2 separate regions of the Arachis hypogaea genome follow, and region 1 is linked to region 2. Evidence: chromatin contacts called from public Hi-C data. All regions are on one chromosome and are shown on one strand. Each heading gives the region's core, a stretch centred on a gene start, on an enhancer-like site or on the middle of the called end of the contact. The rest is flanking DNA. Distances are from core to core; before and after follow the strand shown. Region 1 holds the start of LOC112777393 (homeobox-leucine zipper protein ATHB-12). Region 2 has its middle 10 kb from the start of LOC112777226.

Region 1 (3,369 bases), core at 209-2,708, 160 kb after region 2:
ATTGGAATGCATCTTATGGTATTTGTTAATTTGCTTAGTTGAAAATACTTTTTATTCATTCCTTGCAAAGAAGGATATTGCAGCCGATTTAATGCTCAATATATTCTTTTTTGACCTTGTTTATAATGCTCTCAACTTATTTGACTTTTAAAATAAAATCTCTATGTGGCTATTTTCTCTTTCTCTGCACTTAACTACTTAAGCATTTCATATTATCTCTCATTTTAGTTTTAATTAAACTGTTTTTGTCTTCTCATTTCTGTAATTATTTGCCAGCTAAATATTTTTTGGTGGTGTTGCCAATTTTATCACTGAACGAATACTTATTCTCACTTCCAATAACAAGAGTAAAAATGTTTATATCAAATGATTATATTGCTCCCACTCTTTTAATTATGTTCAGTCTAATTTTTTTTGCTCCTTAATTTTAATCAATTTGATTTCCAACATTGTTGTATTTGTGAATTTCATTCACACCCTAGCTTTTAGCACCTTATGATCGTACCAAAAGTAAGGCATTATTAACCTAATTCCTTTTATTATATATTTAATATTAATCCTTTACACGTAAATCTGTCGATAGTTTTACTAAAACTTATAACTTCTCTAACAAGAACAAACAACCACATATTCACATACTTAATATTGATAATACATTGTAGTATTACATACAAAAGTAATTACAGAACTTACCCCTCTGAATAAAAATCTAACTAGCAAGGCGAGGGAAAAATAGATTCTAACAACTCAAGTCATAAACATATTCTTCTGTGCTCCTGCAGCTTCACAATAAGCCTTCGTACCTGTAGCTGAAAGGGGGTGGAAATAGGGGGTAAGAACTGGAGAGTTCTTAATAGGATCCGGGTGTATAGTTAATATTCATTTTATATATACTTGGTCAGCAACAAAAGTCGACAAAGTACCATCCAATTCAACAATTATAGAACATAGAATCCAATCACAAGTACACACAATCACATAAAACACAATCACAAACAAATATGCACAAAAAATATGATGCATGTCTAGTCCTATACAAACCATGAGCTCATCTGTCGGTTTCACTACAAGAAAAAGCGTATTTATCGACGCAAAAAATCGACGGCTATCTCTCCCATCGATAAATTTCGGCGGCTTGCTGTCGATATTTCAAAAAAATAAAATTTAAAAATAAAATAATAAAATCGACGGTCTGATCGTCGATTTTTTTTATGCTGCATTAACCCTGTTAAAACTATCGTCATATCGTCGGCGAACGAGGAAGACGAAAATATTTTTATTTTAAAATCGACGACCATGTCGTCTATTTTTATATTTAAAATATTGACAACAGTTCCGTCGATAAATTGGAACAGTCTAGATTGCTTCCAAAAATTAAATGAATGGTGTGGATTTAATGTATAAAATAGACAGTAAAAAACGTTGCTTTTTTTTTCAAATTAAAATCGACAACTCTACGTCGATTTTTATTGCTAAAGAAAACAATCCCGCGCCCACTTCCCGCTTCCATGTTCAGAAGCACAATTTTGGGTCAAAGGGAGCAACACAGCGACCCACCATTTCAAAAGTAGTAGCACTCAATTACTCTCTCCCTCTCTAGCGATCCTGCAGCCGAGTTGAACAAAGCCTCCATATTCTTTTCTGCATTCCTCACCAACCCTCACTCTTCGCTGCCGCTGTCACGGTTGCACCGCTGTCACTTCGTTTTCTCACGTCGCCGCGTGCTCTGTTGCTGCCGTGCCGCTGTTGCTCCCCACTGTCGCTCCTCTTGCTCGTGCCGCCGCCGCTCCTTCTCTCTGTTGCTGCCGTCGCTCCTCCTACTTTGGTCCTTTTCTGCTCTCTCTCAATCAAGCTCACAAGGTATCATTTTCTGACTATTACTGAACTCTTTCCAAAGCCAACTTCAGTTTCATTTGGAAATTTCCTATGTCAGGTGTAAACTTGACCTAATTGTAATATCGTGTTCTCTCAATTTGAAGAGAATATATAATATATGTTGCGAAATTGATAATTTAGGTTAGCTCAAGCGAGACCATAGTTTTTGCATCTCCTGAAGCATTGAGTCCTTTACAATTGAGCCTGAAGTAAGGAGAATCAAAAGACTCAAATCTCATTCGTCACACAAAATCTAGGACGAAGATCAAGTATAGATCTTCTCTAATCCTACTTCCTAGTTTCAATAGGATTTTTCTTGTATACTTGCTGCTTTGGTACAAGGAACAAGAAAATTGGAGTTCAAAAGGTAAGTGAATTGCAGTTCCAATTAAGGATCCAGCTTCCAGATTGAAGAAAATTTGAATACTTTTTACTGTTGTATCTTGGTTCTTGAATATAGTTCTTTTCTTTTTTTTTTTTGTCTTGCTGTGCAGTGAATGTAGCCGTGCTAGTTGTTCCAATAGTCAGTTCAGTGGTTGCTCTGGTGGTTGAAATTGTTATTGGGATTTATATCTGGAAACACAGATACATTCAAAAGAAAAGAAGAGGTAAGTGACTTATTAGTACCTTACTGTACTTACTTAGGAGACAATTATGTTTAAGAATGTTTACTCACTCGATCATCATTCTGGCTTCAAGGTTCATATGATGCACGTTTTGCATTTTCATAGGCTTGTATAGATATATAAATATATAATATAATATAAAGTCTCTTTGTATACTTCGCTTGAAGTTGTACTTTAGTGGCAAATTTGTTTGATGGGTTATTGTAGTTGAAATTTCTATTTTGCCTTATTTAAGAGAGATCGTTTTTACTTATTATTAGTTGTCCATGCATCATGGTCCCCTTTTGAAATATTTGTCTTTGGGTACTGTGTACTCTTTATGTGTTTAATTAATATAATGATCATAATATAAGCTAATTCATGTGTCATAATTAATCCTTGTTAAGGAATTATGAAAGTCCCATTTAAATATGGGTTATATGGCATCCCCTGCTAATTCTTGATTATTAACTACAATAATAAACAAGTAAAAAGTATTTTAAGGCAAAAAGAAATGAGTATAGCATAGGTAGATACTAAGGGAAACTCATGTATTATAGTTATCTATAATTTGTGAAGTTTGGATCCTTGGAAGGTCCTTTTCCATCAAAGCTCCTTAGCATTCCTCAAATTCAGCAAGTGTAAGTTCCTAAGATCCTTATTTTGACTCTACCTTTATTATGTTATATAAAAATTGATGTTATTTGCATTGCAGGAAACTGAGGAACAATGCATTGAACAATACATTAGACTTAGGTGACAACATTTGTCCATTGCAACTTGTTGATCTTCAAGACGACTAGATTTCCTTAGTAATCCTCCGTTCGCAATACAAGAACACATTGATGTTATTATCTGGTTAGAAAACAATTGCATGATTTAGGAAGAT
Region 2 (3,160 bases), core at 517-3,016:
ATTACATATATATTTAGGTGCTTGACATGGGTAAGTGAGAATCATCTAGACCATCTCAACGTAGCGAGAAAAAAAGAGACACAACAGAGATTAGCATTAATGTCATTGATAACCAACTCTTGCATCATCTGTACTTCAATTATATACCTCACATACCTCAATATTTTTATTCTATGTACCACGATTTTTACACTGCTGCAGTATATTCTAACCAATCTCTAACAACCATGCATCCATCGCTATACAACCTATTTCCACCATCATTTATCGTGGGTCTAACTGTCACAAAATTTTGGCCTCCTACTCTCTTATATCCTTTTCAATCTACTAATCCAAGTGATACATATAAAATTTTTAAACTACTAAAGTCTCCACAACATCATCAGTCTGACTCTATACAAATAAAAAGCATCAAAACATACAAGTGTATACGATAAGAAGGTATCTACAGCCAAGAGAAGAATTGTCTGCAATCCACATTTGTCTAAGAATATGGTCGGTGTGAATACTGTCTCTATCAAAGATAAATTTTTAAAAAATAAAAAAACTACACTAAGGATCTCACACAAATTTCTAACTGAGGAGCAAAAGACACTTTTAAAAAAGAGTACACCAAGTGGATATTCTATTAGCATGCATTCTCTAAACAACAAAAAGGCCGAGCACAATAAACGGAGAATTGAATGGTCGTCCGTAAGTTTGTATATTACAAGAATTTGCATCAATCAGCTAACTTAGTAATCTCACCAATTCTTTTATTTTGCAGTGAATCCGATTTTATTTAAGCCTCTTGCATACATGGATTTGGATGACTTAGATATTAAAATAGGAACCTATGTATTTGCACCAAATAAAAGAAGGTTATATATCTCATTATCTATCTATTAAGGCTTTAAAAAATGGTACTAAACTAATCTGTTTCATGTTTGTAGTGATGAAGTATTGGCGACAACAAATAAGTTTAGTAGAACTCGTGACAATTTCAAGTCATTAAGGTGGTAAAGTGTGACGATTTAACGAAAATGTGTAGTTCATTTAGTGTGGGTCGCGTTCTGATCGACACATGCATGTTCGATATGATCAATGAGTGGGTTCATGTTACTATTGGGACGAGCGAATTCGACGTCCTTGTGAAAGAGGTTGGTAGAGAAATGTATGGAGAAGAGTGCTTTCCGAACACAAAGGTTGAACAAAAAAATAAACGTGAAGTGGTGCCGAAATATATGCAGCATATTAAAGTAAGAAATGAAGCTAGCAGTGGTGTTGAGCCGATGGTGGCTGGATGGGATCCTGAGGCAGAACGTACGGTGGTGGAATCATTGGAACAAGACAAGGGCAAAGTCGGAATTCTATCTTGTGAATTAAATGAATGGAATTTTCAAAATTCAAAAGGCCATTATGTGAGAACCGGTTGTCCGCTGATTAATGGAAAGGAGGATGTTACGGCAATTATGGCAACTAATATGGATGAGGACTCGGACTGCACCGTATCATGCACTTATGAGGAGATCCAAAGGGGATATCCTATTTGTGGGCAGAAGAGGGAGCATTCAATTGCTAATAGGAGGATTAATAAAGGGTTATTGGCAAAAAGGCCCAAGGAAGTGGAACATAAGGGTGGCAAAAATAAAAAGGATAAGGCCCAATTGGAGGAATATGGCTTTGGAAACAATAAAAATAACGTGGCCCAGCTGGAGGAGTGTGGCCTTGGACAATCAAACCTGGTGATGGATGACCCGGTTGAAGGAGATGAGACCCGGTTGGCTGCATGTGCGCTGGAGTGCATCGTGCCGCGAGGACAAGCAGGGGAACAAGACAGGGACGGCGGGCCTACAGATAGTGCGGCGGAGGAGATGCTTACGGTTGGAGGTGAACCAAGCCGAGGCCAAGAGGAGCATGACCAGTTCACGGGTGATGCCACAATTGGAAACCAATTCGAAGGTTTTTATTGCAAAATGAGTAATATGAAGCCGGATGAGGTGGAAGGAAGAGTACAGGCTGCGGGTGATGCAAAGAGCTAGGAGTCAAACAAAGACGGGACATTGGAGGTGGGTTTGGGGCGAGTGTCGGGGTTTGGAAAAGCCATTGAACCACAAGACCGAGTAGAGGAAGGGGTAGCCACAGAAGAGGATTTACACGAAGATTCAGTGATATGCAGAGACAAGAAAATCAGGAGTTGGGAAGAGGAAATGACAGAAAATAAAGAAGCATGGAAACTGGCAGTCGAATCAGGAGCAGTACCATGCAGCGATGAGGAGGACATCATGGCAATTCTTCAGGATCAAAATGAAGCCATAGCTATAAAACGAAGACAGTCGAAGCGAAAAGAGAAATTCAGAAGAAGTCACCCAAAATGCCACAAGCAGGTGTGTAATAATCTTGGTAAATGATTTTAAGTTGTTGGAATATTAGGGGGTTGGGAGGTGTTGCAAAATCGAACATGATAAAAAAATTTAAAAATAAGTTTAGAGTAGATATGTTGGGGTTGATAGAAACAAAAAAAGAATTGCTGAACAAATATGATGTAGCTAGAATTTGGGGCAATGATAGAGCTAGTTGGGAGTGTGTTGATTCTATTGGAGCTTCGGGAGGGTTACTATTAATTTGGGATGACTCTGTATTCAAATTGTTAAATTGCTATAAAGGAGATAGGTGGTTATGTGTAGAAGGAGTGATGACCAAAGATAATTTTCACTGTGTAATTTGTTTGGTGTATGGTCCACATGTGAGAGATGAAAAACTCTCAACGTGGGAGGAATTAAGCTTTATTACAGGATTGTGTCAAATCCCGTTTTGTTACATGGGAGACTTCAATGAAATTGTGCATATAGAGGAAAGAAAAGGGGCGACCAACTTGTCAGCTTCTGCTAAGGACTTTAGAACATGGATCAATGACATGGAGTTGGTGGACTTGTCAATTAATGATAGGAAGTATACATGGTTTAGAGGTCAGTCATGCAGTCGTATTGATAGATGCCTGGTGAGCTTGGAATGGCTGGATGTGTACCTGGATACTCGTTTAAGAGGGGGCCCGAGAGGTCTCTCAGATCATTGTCCTTTGATTGTGGAAGATAGAAGAATAGCTCAAGGACCAAGACCATTCCACAGTTTAGACGCGTGGTTCACGCATGAAGGCTTCCTAAGAATGATGAAGGAAGAA

Evidence for each region. Hi-C and Micro-C count contacts between places; a contact is called where the count stands out from the background.
Region 1: a contact with region 2 is called in a Hi-C map of leaf, with 2.6 times the contacts expected there. The contact joins the promoter of LOC112777393 here to the enhancer-like site in region 2. A contact is called at or near these places in 3 of 8 Hi-C or Micro-C datasets (leaf and an unstated tissue).

The regions. Positions count from the first base shown.
Region 1 is chr19:63,324,293-63,327,661 of arahy.Tifrunner.gnm2.J5K5, forward strand. It overlaps LOC112777393 (homeobox-leucine zipper protein ATHB-12), which reads left to right and starts at 1,459. Exons shown (of 9, transcript XM_072227404.1): 1 at 1,459-1,860; 2 at 2,017-2,242; 3 at 2,370-2,483; 4 at 3,060-3,338. The coding sequence starts at 3,326.
Region 2 is chr19:63,164,500-63,167,659 of arahy.Tifrunner.gnm2.J5K5, forward strand. No RefSeq gene overlaps it. Among protein-coding and RNA genes, the nearest start is that of LOC112777226, 10 kb to the right of the region's middle. Within about 2 kb of position 1,767, at least 3 of the 3 cell types and tissues checked have open chromatin away from gene starts, as enhancers often do.